Regions from separate parts of the Hordeum vulgare genome. Here region 1 is linked to region 2. Evidence: chromatin contacts called from public Hi-C data. All regions are on one chromosome and are shown on one strand. Each heading gives the region's core, a stretch centred on a gene start, on an enhancer-like site or on the middle of the called end of the contact. The rest is flanking DNA. Distances are from core to core; before and after follow the strand shown. Region 1 has its middle 110 kb from the start of LOC123404715. Region 2 has its middle 310 kb from the start of LOC123404370.

What was found. Hi-C and Micro-C count contacts between places; a contact is called where the count stands out from the background.
Region 1: a Hi-C map of leaf shows a contact between it and region 2, with 2.6 times the contacts expected there. The contact joins two enhancer-like sites. A contact is called at or near these places in 2 of 6 Hi-C or Micro-C datasets (leaf and seedling).

What each region holds. Positions count from the first base shown.
Region 1 is chr6H:166,094,333-166,101,273 of MorexV3_pseudomolecules_assembly, reverse strand. No RefSeq gene overlaps it. Among protein-coding and RNA genes, the nearest start is that of LOC123404715, 110 kb to the right of the region's middle. Within about 2 kb of position 3,808, at least 3 of the 3 cell types and tissues checked have open chromatin away from gene starts, as enhancers often do. A contact at or near this core is called in leaf, where this site is marked.
Region 2 is chr6H:165,466,807-165,473,789 of MorexV3_pseudomolecules_assembly, reverse strand. No RefSeq gene overlaps it. Among protein-coding and RNA genes, the nearest start is that of LOC123404370, 310 kb to the right of the region's middle. Within about 2 kb of position 4,654, at least 2 of the 3 cell types and tissues checked have open chromatin away from gene starts, as enhancers often do. A contact at or near this core is called in leaf, where this site is marked.

The sequences.
Region 1 (6,941 bases), core at 2,559-5,058, 630 kb before region 2:
GATTTGTGCGTTGAATTCCAACCTACATACATTGTGAGCTATCTTTTCTAGACCACAGCAAGTTCAAGAAATGAGGTGTGGGGTTAGTTAATATCCATGGTGTACACTAGATAAGTATAACAATCACTAGTCACAAGGGACATTGTTTTGCCTAGATAATATTTTTGGTGAATAACTGAATGTAGTCGCTGTTGATTTTTCATAGCAAATTCATCCGTTCTTTGGCACGGATCTCCCATGGTCATTTTACAGAGCATTTTTGTCCAACCTCTTCCTGCTGTTTTCATTGAGCATTCTTGTTTGATTCCAATGATAAATTAGGCTTTCTGTGCGGGAATGTGTGAGTTCCCAAGTGTTACCCAACAAATTTCTGTATGTTTGGCTTTGCAGATATGATGTTGGAAATGCAAGGAGTAATCCCACAGTTCTTTATGTGATTTGTTCAGAAGTAAGGGATTTCTGTTTTTAGCATGCTTTGATGAATCTTTGTTACTGTATAATCAATCTCTATAATTTCAATCTCTATAGTTAACGACCATTAGCTAAAAATACTTGTTTGATTACCTATCCAAGGAAAATAATTCAGCTTTGTTGATGAATGCACGTTAGGTAGACTGATGTGGTCTATCTATATATTAACTTGTTGATCTTTTCTGAACTGCAGCTTGCAGAGTAAAAAGTGTTTGACCTTATTAACTATTTTTTTTGTTCTGTGTTTGGTGTGTAAATAATGCAAAACAGAAAATATATGAAATTCATCCGTTCTTTGGCACGGATCTCCCATGGTCGTTTTACAGAGCATTTTTGTCCAACCTCTTCCTGTTGTTTTCATTGAGCATTCTTGTTTGATTCCAATGATAAATTAGGCTTTCTGTGCGGGAATGTGTGAGTTCCCAAGTGTTACCCAACAAATTTCTGTATGTTTGGTTTTGCAGATATGATGTTGGAAATGCAAGGAGTAATCCCACAGTTCTTTATGTGATTTGTTCAGAAGTAAGGGATTTCTGTTTTTAGCATGCTTTGAAGAATCTTTGTTACTGTATAATCAATCTCTATAGTTAACGACCATTAGCTAAAAATACTTGTTTGATTACCTATCCAAGTAAAATAATTCAGCTTTGTTGATGAATGCACGTTAGGTAGACTGATGTGGTCTATCTATATATTAACTTGCTGATCTTTTCTGAACTGCAGCTTGTAGAGCAGAAAGTGTTTGACCTTATTAACTTTTTTTTTGTTCTGTGTTTGGTGTGTAAATAATGCAAAACAGAAAATATATCATTCTCTATTATTTTGGTCTCTGTCAAAAGGCTACATTTGGCCAAAAAAATGCGAATTCTACATCAAATGTAAAAAAGGTTCAAACATGACAATACTACCATGATGTGTGGTTCTGAATATGGCTCAGCTAAAAATAAATAGTCACTCCCAGGATAATGTTGTTCTAGATTATCAGCTCATGTTTGGGTTAATTTTGGAGAGGGGCATAATATAACGGGGTTGTACTCAGGGAAATGCGAACCTCCTATTTTTTCAGCAATCCATGTTTTGCTTTTTAGGTTTTTTTTAGGTAAAGCTTGCTTCTTAGCTTTTGGTTATGACGTTATGTAGAAGAGAGACCATATTTACCCTCCACATAATTGAGTTTTAGATATTATTATTTTTCGCTGCAAGAAATTAGTGTTTATTTCCTTCATTCTCGTTCTACAGTTGTTACCTTTCATCAATCTTTTACCATTTTTCCTTATCTCCTTTGACAGTCTTAGTCATTTTGTTTGTCCCTTTTGTTAGTCTTTTCAATATGTTTTTTCCCTAAAATTTTTCCTCACTTCTCAATGCTGGCAGCGACAAGACTTGGATGAGCGCACAATAGGAGAAGGCGATATGCAGCAAATAGGAATCACATTGTTGCAAGGCACCGACACAACCAAGGAGCCGTGGGTCCTTTGCAAGACATGGCGGATCTAGCTAGTGCGGTATGTAGGCTGTAGATCTAGGAAAGACACTCATCTGCCATTGCTAGGAGGAGTAGGGTTGGTGGATGAAAGATCTGAGTGGTGATCAAGGAACATAGAGGTGGAGGGGATGAGAGAAAGCAGATGGATCCAGGTGCCATGTCACATCCAGGCGAAGGTCAGGGATGAAGAGGATGATGGAAAAGAGGAAAGTAGATCCGTGATCGCCTGATTCTTGCAGCTGACCTTTATTGCCGTCAGCGACGACCATTGGTGACGATGATAGAGCGGTAGTGAACATCTGTTCCTGGCTGGGCTGAGGGCGTCCTGGTGTCGCCCCTTGGAGCGACGAAGGAGCGGGGATCTGCCTCTTTTTATGAAGGCACAACTGTCGTCCAGGAGGAAGGAGCATGAGATAGAATCATGTTGTCAAGTGTGAATGGATATTACATGACATCGTGTTCGACAAACATTTGTCATTTCAACTATTTATTTTTTTAGTATATTTTTTATTATTCCGTGGCAACGCACGAGGACAACTAGTTCTTTTAAAAGCAGGTTAATACCCTGGCATTTTTAATATGAAAGTTTTGTTTATGTATCTTACTTTTACCGTCAACTCATGTAGCGCTGTAGCATCGACATCCATTAGCTATAGCATGACAGTGAGAGTAACCACAACCATATAGGCGCAGTTGCTTTATATGATCTGGTGCAAAGTCTGCTCAGTTTTTTTACCCGAGATCCTTCTTAGTTACAGTAGAGGGAGGAAAGGCTGGAGATCCCGTCCACGTACAGGAAAGAGAGAGAGAGAGAAGAGGTCGAAAAGGAAGAGGGCGACATGAAGGAATTTGTACCGCGGCTGACAAGAGAGAGGACAGAGAAAGAGTGAGACCATGGGTGCGCATTCCAGCTAGACTTCAAGGTCCGTTTTGCAATTGTCCCATCAGATTTCCTCGTAGATGGATCTTGTCTCGTCTTTTAACATCCGATGGCCCTTGAACTGTCGGAGCATTCGGTGCGGAATCAAATTGGTATGGTACTATGCCAAATGCCCTCATCGTTGAGGCTTTTGTTTGTTAGCATGATGTTCTGCTTTGCTGAAGATTCAGGTTGGGGACATCATTGTGGAGTCTGAATTCCTCACCGTTGAGGCTTTTGTTTGTTAGGATGATGTTCTGCTTTGCTGAAGATTCAGGTTGGGGACATCATTGTGGAGTCTGAATGTATAGAGCTAGTAAATCCTGAAGGTAAGGACGACGGATCCGGCTGCAATTTTTCCTCCTAGCAAATTCAGGAGCTTAGGAGCTGTTCGGATTCACTCGGCTCGTTAACTCTGTTGCTGGAGCGAGCGGAGCGGCGCCGAACGGAACAGTTCGGCGGAGCGGCCGGAGCGGAGCAGTCTCCATTGTAGTCTTACGGAATTGAGAAATCGACTCTCCGAGCACTCCACTCCTGCGGAGCGTTGCCCAACAGGGTCTTAGTATTGTGTTTTCTGTTTTTGACACTTTGTCTTTTGTAAAATAAGAAGAGCATGTGTAGTTCTCTGTCCGCCTCCACCTCCCCTCTAGATCCCACCCGATCTCCTTCACCTTCCGTACGACTCCCCTCCCCTCTGCCTCCCCTCGAGTAAATTGCCAAAGACTACCATATTTGAAGCAAATGTGTCCAGTGGCTATCACTTTACGATTATCAGCGAAAAACTACCAAAATTTTATTAATTCGTTGCTAAAAACTATCAAGATTTGTAACTTAGCTCGTTTAATTGTTTTTCTGGCAAGTCGGGCCCACAGGTCAGGTTGACTGTTAGCTTTGACCGTTATTACAGATAGGACCCACACGTCAGACCTTTCTTCCACCTCTCTCCACCCTCATGTGCATTACATCGAACATGTTACGTGCGTCCCTGTGCGTGTCCTCGCCGCCGCCGGCAGGCCTCTTGCCGCCCACCAGCGTCAGTCTTGTCTTGGGCGAGGTGGCAGAGGAGGACGCCAACGACGTGGCCGCGGCCGCGTCGGCGAGGGCGGCTACCTGGAGGAAGACGGACGCCGATGCCCGTGGCCACGTGCATCAAGGCGAGGTTGCGGGTGCTCGTGCGGCTGCGCGGCCAGGTGAAGGGACTGCAGGTGTGAAGGCCGGTGATGTGCGGTTGTGCGGTCAGGTGAAGGGACTGCAGGTGTGAAGGCCGGTGATGTGCGGCTGTGCGGCAAGGCGCGGTGCGGCCGCGGCTTGCTCACGAACAGGCGCAACCCGACGACTACGGTATGCATAACAAGGGAAAAGCGAGAGGGGAGGCGTCTCTCACCACGGGTCGCTGGAGACGACGAGGATGTGATCGGCCCGACGGAGATGGCGAGGCTCGACGCTGCTACGCTCTGCCCGACAGAGAGGAAGCAGAGGAAGAAGAGGTCGTCGGTCTTGGAGTTCCTCGGCTCATCTCTCGGCGGGAACGAAACCGGGGTGGCGTCGTGGTTAGAAGGGACACAACAGGGGAGGCCATGGCCGTGATCTAGGCCGGCGGGAATCCTTGCTCGATCTAGGCCTGGGCCACGGTTCGCGCTACCTCGACCCCGGACGAGGAGGAGGAGGTGGCGTGGGTATGCACGGGCACGCAGCGGGCGACGGCGGCGGCGAGTCCGGCAAGGTCCTTGGCGGCGCGACGCTGAGCGCGGGCTGCGGAGGCGAGCTTGACGGGGTCACGGCGGCGAACGGCTGCGCGGAGGTCGGCGGTATGGCCGTGAAGCGCGAGCAGGGCGGCTAACAGTCAATCTGACATGTGGGCCCGGCTTGCTAGAAAAACGATTAAACGAGCTAAAATGGACAGTTACAAATCTTGGTAGTTTTTAGCAACGGATTAGCAAATTTTTGATAGTTTTTCGCTGATAATCGTAAAGTGGTAGCCACCGGACACATTTGCGCCAAATGTGGTAGTTTTTGGCAATTTACTCGCCTCCCCTTCCACTGTTGCGGGATCCTGGCTGGGCAAAGCCCGTGAGGGGGGATGATGGCGGCGGCGGGGCGTCCCTTCATCGCGGTTTGGAGGCATGGCTGTGATGGTGGATCTTGAGCGAGCGCCTCGGGACGGCGTGTGTTTGGTCATGGCGCCGGTCACGCAGCAATATGACCTCCTCTATCTTTGGTTGTCTTCATCATTGGTCCAAAGGGATCAGCGGATCAAGTGGAGGAGGAGATGGTGGCCTAGCTGCTGAAGTGGGTGAGGATACCACCATCGTCGGCGGCACCTGTGGGTGTCGTTTTGCTCGTTGGAGGCGATGATGGGGGCGTCCCTCGCTTCATTGTTTACGGGGGAAACCGCATATCTGGAGGAGGCTACCATTGACGGCGACGCGCATGGGTGTCATAGCCCTCGTTGGAGGTGTTGAGGGGCCTCCTGGATCGGATGATGGCAATATCTTCGTCATCACCCCCGTGAGGGCTTCATCTTTGGAGACATTCATCGGTTGGACGAACATGAGGACGACTTGGTGGTTGGGCGTTGGTAGGTGGTGGAGCGGTGCTTCATCCTACACATCGATGGCGGCGAATCTCGGCGGCATGGCGCAGTGGAGACTCGGTGTTCGATGGGTGGCGATGGACTCGAGGACGACGTTGTGTGGCGTTGTGGTGGCGTTGATGGCAGAGAGGCATGGCAAGGTCAATGTGTGAGTATCTGATCTGAAGATGGATCGATGGGTGAAGGAGGTAACAGCCTTTGCAGCATGCGCATGTGGTGCCCACTGAAAGTACGCCGGACCGGTGTATAAACCAGTCCAGGTATTATGACTTGGATGTTAGGTGTTGATGTGATATCCAGTATTAGGCTTAAATATTCGACACTCATTCATCACGGGGATAAAAATAATGATCGGTGTTATTAAGATGATGGCTTTAAATTTACTAATGTATTACATTGTAAAATAGTAATTAATAAAATAGTTGCATACACCTTCGAGATGCAGAGCCCCATACATCCTCCTTTTGAAAATAAAACGAGAAGCCAATATGCAGCTCACCAACAGCTAAATTTACCCATTGTACTAGTCGAGATTGTGTGTGTGGCTGTCCCAAGCTCCTTGCAGTGTAGGTGTAGCACCCTGTATTTAGCAACGGTGTAAAACTTGCTATGTACTGACTCTGACTGTCCCTAGGTAATGTGGCCTTTTTGCTGTATAATTTGTCTGCTTCTGTACTCTGATGTGATTGTGATGTTCTCCAATGTAAAAGCCTTATCAGTACAGCGGATCCACAAAAAAGTTGTGTCCAGAGCACTTTGGTACAGTTACAAAACAAGAGCACGAAAGTAAAAAACAGTGATTTGTAAAGTTCTTTTCAGTTTTCATCGACAGACCACAGTTGAAAGAATAATGCTACATATACCGAGAATTAAATGCAAAAATTAATGAGAAATTTTATTTAGAAGCGCAGCATGATGGACATCCCGGCTTGCATCATCTCTTCTCATGCATGCATGCATGCAATGATGTTATGAGATTCGTTTTAAATGATCGAAATTCAAAAACTTTTATCTCTTAAACCATTAATTCGATCGATGATCCGTTTTCGCCGTTGACTTTGTTTCGATGAAATCTTCAAAACTAGATCCCATGTCGACATGTTCTGACAATTTTTTTTGCCCGTACTTACTACATTTGCTGTACTTACTTGTCATATTAGTAAATACTTACTTGTCTGATAAAAAATAACTTAATCGCCAATTTTTTTGAAAACTGCGTATAAATATGACATCTAGACATAATTAAAATGGCAAGCACAAACAACTTTTTTTAGGCGATTACACACAAAAATATGACAACTCAACATATTTAAAATCGGTGACTACAAAAAAATCTTTTTTGTCATCGTTTATAAATATGATAACCCAACATAGTTAAACTAACAAGCACACAAAATAGTTTTTTTTGCAAAGTTGCATGTAAAAATGACAAGTTTGCATATTGACAAATACAACCTATGACAATGCTTTTA
Region 2 (6,983 bases), core at 3,405-5,904:
AGCGCTGACCTGAGAGGTGGGCTGTGATGCGGTAGGCAGTGGCACGGTGTACCAAGTGGCACCCGGATGGTTGGCTTGGGAACCCTGCGCACATCGTTTGAGGCCATGGCGGAAACCTCGGCCGGACTTCCGTGCGGGTTACTCTCAGATAGGCGATAAACCTGGACTCGGTACTAGTGTGGTTAACGGTCGTGGCCGACTCCCTCGCTGGGCTTCCGCTTGAAGGTTGCCGAGGTGCATGACGTGCACATGGCGATAAGTGGCGAGAGCCTGTGTGACGAAGTACACCCCTGCAGGGTTATGATCTATTCGAATAGCCGCCTCCGCGGATATGGACTACTTGGAGACATATGTTGTTCATAGATAACTTCAATGGCTACTCATAAAATTGTCAAGATAAGTGTGAGTGTCGTGGATGGCATTTTCGTATGGAGACGGAATGATTCCACGATAGAGTATTGTTGTGGTGATAGTGGACTCGTGTGCAAGAAATCTAGTTATCAAAACTTGTTTTAAAATGTAAGTTGTCTAGCCACGAGTCAAATGCTGGCTTTCTGCATGAAACCCCATAATTCCTTATTGATACATTGCATGAGTAGATAGTTATCCTAAAGTCTTGCTGAGTACCTCCGTACTCATGTTTGTTTAATAATTGTTGCAGAGGTTGTTAATGACCCTAATGGAGGGTTCTTCCTAGACATCGACGATGACGAGTAGCTGGTGTCCCAGCTACGATCTGGCCCTAGGTTGGGTCTGTAGTATAGTCAGGCCATGTGCCTTCTATTCTCATCTGTCTGTACTCAGACAGTTTAATCACTTCCGCTCGCTTGTAACTGAATGACTGTTATGATGGATCGTGAGACCCTTACTGTGTAATATCATGTGTGTGGCTCTTCCGAGCCTCTTAAATAAAGCTTGTATGTTTATGGTTATGTTGTGATGCCATCGATGTATCTATGCATATCGGTATGCCATGCGTACGTGTGTCGTACTTGATATGTATGGGGTTCGATTACCTAGCCGTAAACTTTAGTAGCACTCCTTACAGGGAAATGCCCCTTTGTGATCCAACGAGCCATGGTAGCTCGCTACTGCTCCGGACACATTGGTTGACCGGCGTGTGTCCTTCTTAGCTGTTGTGTCTGTCCCCTTTGAGAAAATGTCACGCGATGTAATGGAGTCCTTGTAGCTTGCTACGACTCGTCTACATTCGCTGGTGACCGACACCTGCTTTGCTGGGTCATGTATGCCTGTCCCTGTGCGGAACTGCCACTTTGGTTTATGACTAGACATGTCGATCCGGGTTCTTTGTCATTGGAATGCTAGCGACACAGTTGCATACGTGAGTCAAAAGGCGCAAACGGTCCCGCCTCAGGTAAGGCTGCAACCGTGGGGTTAACCGTGCGTGAGACCGCAAAGGGATTCGATGTGTTACAGGCTGGATTCCTATGGCTTAGGATCGCGGTCCCGACATAATGATTTCATGCAAACTCAGCAAATGTACACCTCCTCCAAAGCACCAACCATATTAGATTGTTCCCCAAATACAATAAATGTTTGCTAATTTGGTGTGCCCGCCCAATAAAAATACCAATGTGATGCCTCTTACTCCTTGCATTGTTAGTTTTGTACGGGCTCTTTTTAAAAGTTTATCTATTTCACCCGGTTATGTAGTAAAGTACTTCCAAACATTTAGAAAGAATTCAGTGAAATCTTAAAATGCTCACAAAATTTTAGAGTTACTCATCAGTTTAAAAAATGTCATTAATTTAAAAACGATCATAAAAAATGATATTAGTTCCTAATTATATTTTCAAATTCTAAAAATGTTGACGAAATTTAGAAACTATAAATAAAGTAAAGAACCAAAATGAATTTCAAATTGTTCCCCAAATACAATAAATGTTTGCTAATTTGGGAACAAAAAATTAAACATAAAACCAAAACACCAAAACAGAACTGAGAAAATAAAAATAGAATAACAAATAAGTTTAGCGAATGTTACAGAACGTGCCCAAAACCGGTGCGAGAAATGTATAGAAAAATCAAAATATGGGCCAACCATATTAGATCTGAGCCCTCGGCCGAGTAAGGGGGTGTTTGTTTACAATAAATTTTTGGTGTAGGGACTAAAAGAGTCCCTTTTAGTACCATCTAAACCAAACATGAGGGTCTTTGGGGCCTAAAGAAAGAAGACGCTGAGGGAGAGTCTTTTTGGACTTCTAGAGACTTTTTTCAATAGTGTCCTGGCTTTTAACATGTCATTTAATAACCTCTAGTCCATTACTAGAGGTAACATGATCATTTAATAACGTCTAGTCCATATTTAGTCCCTCAAATCAAAAAGTTAGGGACTAAGGACATTTTAGTTGGGACTAGAAAAATCTAACAACTTTTTAACCAAATAGGGCCTAAGTTTACACGATATCCCCCGACTTACAAAGGGAAAATGCCATTCGCCGTATATTGCGGCAAATAGCGGTGGCTCCGCATATCCCCGATCATATTTGGACCGGCCCAGTTGGCTTCGCCACCGATTTTGGGAACATTCAAGGAGGTTCCCTGAACCAGTTTATTTTCCTTTTTTTTCTTCTTTTTCATCTTTATCGTTTTTATGTTTATGTTTATGTTTCTTTTTTTCGTTTTCTTTTTTCCTTTATTCTTCTCTTTTATTGATTTCTGTTTCTTTATTTCCATGGTTATTTAATATTTTTATAAAATAAGATCATGTTCGACAATTGTTCTTAAAATTCAATTTTTTATTGCTTTTAAAAATATTCTAAATTTCAAATAGTTGCCATTTTTTTAAATAGTTATTACATCAAAAAAGGTTCTAATTTTTTTGAAAATGTTTCTTATTATAAAAGAATAATTTGTATTTTCAAAAAATATACGGTATTTTGCAATTTGTCCTGGATTAAAAATGTTTACAAAATCGGTTGCGCTTTAATATTTGTTCGTAATTTTTCAAAAAATTTCTCGGTTTTAAAATTTATTCTTAAGATTCAAAAACTTTTAGTGCTTTAAAAATTTCTTTGTGCGTTTAAATTTGTTCTCCACTTTAAAAATTGTTCAAAATTGATCGCGCTTCTAAATTTGTTTGCTGTTTTTCAAAATTGTTCTTCGTGTAAAATTTTTATTCTTAAGATTCCAAAAATGTCCCTGCTTTAAAAAATTGTTTGCACTTCTGAATTTTTTCAAGCTTTTTCAACATCAATCTTGGTTTCAAAATTTGTTCTCAAGTTTAAAAAAGAAGTTCACGGTTTAAAAAATTGTTTGCGCTTCCAAATTTGTTTCGCGGTTTTTCAAAATTGTTCTGCATTTCAAAAAATTTGTTCTGAAGACTGAAAAAATGTTTGTGCTTTAAATAATTGTTGGTGCTTCCAAATTTGTTCATTATATTTCACAATAGTTCTTGGTTTCAATAGTTGTTCTCAAGATTCAAAAAATTTCTGTGATTTGAAATATTGTTCACGCTTCCAAATTTGTTCAGAATTTTTCAAAATTGTTCTCGGTTTAAAAATTTGTTCTAAAGATTCAAAATATGTTCATGCTTTAAGAATTAGTTTTATAAAAGGTTCATTATATTAAGAATATGTTTGGTATTTTCAATAAATGTTCCAAATATCAAAGTTTTAGTTAATTATTAAATTACTTTATTGTTCAATTGTTTTTCATAAATGTCAAAAAATGTTTTTGATTAACAAAATGTTCCAAATTTCAAAAATTTGTCGTTCTTCGAACTTTGTTCATAAATTTAGATTTTTTTCAATGTTTCAGAAAATGATCTTCGAATTCCATTTTTTGCCTCAAATTCAAAGAGAAAAAGCGAACCAAAAAAGAAAAGAAAAAGAAATATGCAGAAAAGGAAAAAGCAGAAAAGTAATTAAAAAGGAAATTATCAGGTTTTTTGGGTCAAAAAGAAAACTGGGCAGGCCCAGTTGGGACGACCCTCCGTGCGAGCGAAGGACTCCCTGTCGCAGAATGCGGCACGTAGGAGGTCCACTTGCAAGGGGCTAGAATTATGGAAAAAAAACTCTATTCGCGCTCTCTACGAAGCGGTGTCGGGGTGTAGGTTTCGTACAAAGCGGGAGGGACATCGATTTCAAATGGGCTTCCCAATTTACCGGGGTGCAACACCCCAGTTTTGGGAACATTCTCAGCCGGTTTTTCCGCTTTCGGAAAACTTCTAGAAGGTTCCCTGCACCGGTTTTTTGTTTTTCATTTTTTATTATTTTTCCTTTTCTGTTCCATTTCAAAATATGTTGTGGATTTTCAAAAACTGTTTTTGGGTTGTCAAAAAATGTTTTCTATTTTCAGTGTATTTTCCAAAGTTGTTCTCACTTTCAGAATTTGTTCTAAAGATTCAATTTTTTCTCGGTTTCAAAATTTGTTCTTATCATTTTAAAAGTGTTCATACTTTAAAAAATTGTCTGCGCTTCCATATTTGTTTAGGTTTTTTTTGAAATTGTTCTCCATTTTAAAATTTTTCTCTCAAGACTAAAAAAATGGTCATGCTTTAAGAAATTGTTCGCGCTTCCAAATATGCCCGCACTGTGAGATGCAGGAGTCCCTGCCGCAATGAGCGGCAGGTAGGAGCTCCCGGGCAACTCCTATTTGCCGCCAACGGGTTGCAAATCGTCGGAGAAACGCCCGCAACTCCTATTTGCCGCCAACGGGTCACAGTGCACGGCAGCGCATGCTATGTGTTGTTGCATCAGGTGTTTTGTTTGTATTGTTTTTTTATTTTACTTTTCTGGTTCTTTCTTTTGTTTTCATTTTCATTTTTATTTTTATTCTGTTTTATATTTATCTTTTTCTCCTTTTTATTCTTTTTTGTTTTATTTTTACTGCTTCATTTTCTTGATATTACACAAACTTCATTGCGTGTTACCAAAAAGTTCAACATATACTTAAAAAATGTTCACAGTATATCATAGAAGTTCATCATACATTATAAAATGTTCATCGTATATTATAAATTGTTCAATGAACATAAAGTATTTCCCTATGTTTCAAAAAAACTTTCGGTGGTAGTACACAAATGTTCAGTAAGTATTTAAAAATTGTTCAACGTATATTACAAATGTTCAATGTGTATTCGAAAATTGTCAACATATATTACAAATGTTCAATGTGTATCTAAAAATTGTTCAATTTAAGTTACAATTGTTCAATCCATATTCGAAAAATGTTCAACGCATAAATTTATTTTATTTTCCAAATGTTTATTCTATATTAGAAAATGTTCATCACATATTAAGAAAATTATCAACATGTATTTTTTTGAATATGTTCAACTTTAATCCGATACTTAAGGCTGCAAGTTCGAGTCGCGCGGCAGCTCTTTTCAAACAAAAAATCCCTATTTTTTTGCTCGCGTGTAGTTCAATACCTCCAAATGGGCCCAGTCCATTCATGGCGGCCTTCAGCGAAGGTTCAACAATTTGCCGCTAGCACGCGACAAATAGGAGGTCTTAACTCCTATATCTATACCTACTATTGAAGGACAGATCGATTGTGCCTGTCCGTCCTTGGTCATTTTATAGAAAAGCCCTGCAATTTTAGGTAATCAACCCGCAGTTCAAATCGAACCGGTATGACGGGAAAAAAGCATCCACGGTGTTCTTCTCCCTAGCAGTGCCCAGCCCCGCCAGGGGCGGCCCTGGGGGGGGGACGACTGCCCGGGCCCCCCAAAACCAGGGGGGCCGCAGAAGTATGTGTCACCACTCATTAGTGAGCACCGTACTCAGATCGGGAACCGCTTGGAGGCGCCATGAAACTCAAGAAGCTGTTCGATGTGTCTCCTCGAAGAACAAGGCTAGATTGTTCTTTTCCTTTAGAGCAACTCTAGCAGACCCCCGCATCCCATCGGCCCCAAAACGCGTTTGCAGTTCAGGGAAAACCGCTTTTGCGGGCTGGCTCGGTCGGCCGGAGATGCAAACCCCCCAAACGGACCCGTATAAAAGTATATTCGCCGAATATGCTTTTATACGAGTCGTCTTTTGCGGGGTCTGTTCGGACACGGCCGCGTCGACCCGAAAACAGAAAACGCTCAATTCTCGCATTTGACATAAGTTCTAACAAATAAGTTCAAATTCAAACAAACATAACACAGTTTTACGCGCAAATAAAAGCCAACTTCAGTACGACAAACGCAAAAGAGGGTCTTGCATCATCTTGGTCGATCTTCACTCTGCGCCATCGAGTCCATCTTGAAGTTCATCGGCATTGCGACCATATGGAGCAGAGAAAACATCTCCGGACCTGTAACACTGGCCAGCCAACGCGACCATTCTCCTCTTCAAGATCTCTCTCCTTGCCATATCATGCCATGTTTTGGTGAGGTCGTCCATGTCATCGCGGTTCATTGACATGATCTTGTTCTCTTCGGCAAGCAACAAAGATTCTTTGTCGATCAACTTCCACTTCTCGCACTTTTGGAGCAACTCCCAACAATGCTTTAGTTTGAAGAATTTGCCTTCCGAAGCTTCCATGTCTTTGTATCTATGTTGGGCAATCTTGTCCTACACAATGTGAACAAAGTGATGTAATCAATTCTCATGATGCAAATATGATTACGCACAACTTGGACAAAGGAAAAACAAACTCACATAGTCGGATTCCACGGTCCCACTTGGAAGTGCATTGCGTACTTGCTCCAAGCAAGCTGCCCAACGACTACACATAGGCTTGATATTTTCCCAACGCCCTTGAAGCGACCGACATGTGCGTGGAGTCCTATTGGGATGCTTTGCGATAATGCGGAAGTATTGATCTCCGATCCTTTGTCAATATCTCTTGGCGGTTTGAGAAGTACCCGTGCATGCATCAAGAGACACCGCACTCCATGCTTGGATCAAAGCTTGATCTTCCAAGATCGTGTAGTTCTTCGATATTTGGATATATTGAACGATTGACAAGTCACGAGCTATCGCAACAAATGGCGAAAACGAAAGGAAATGACCATGACCGAAGACGCA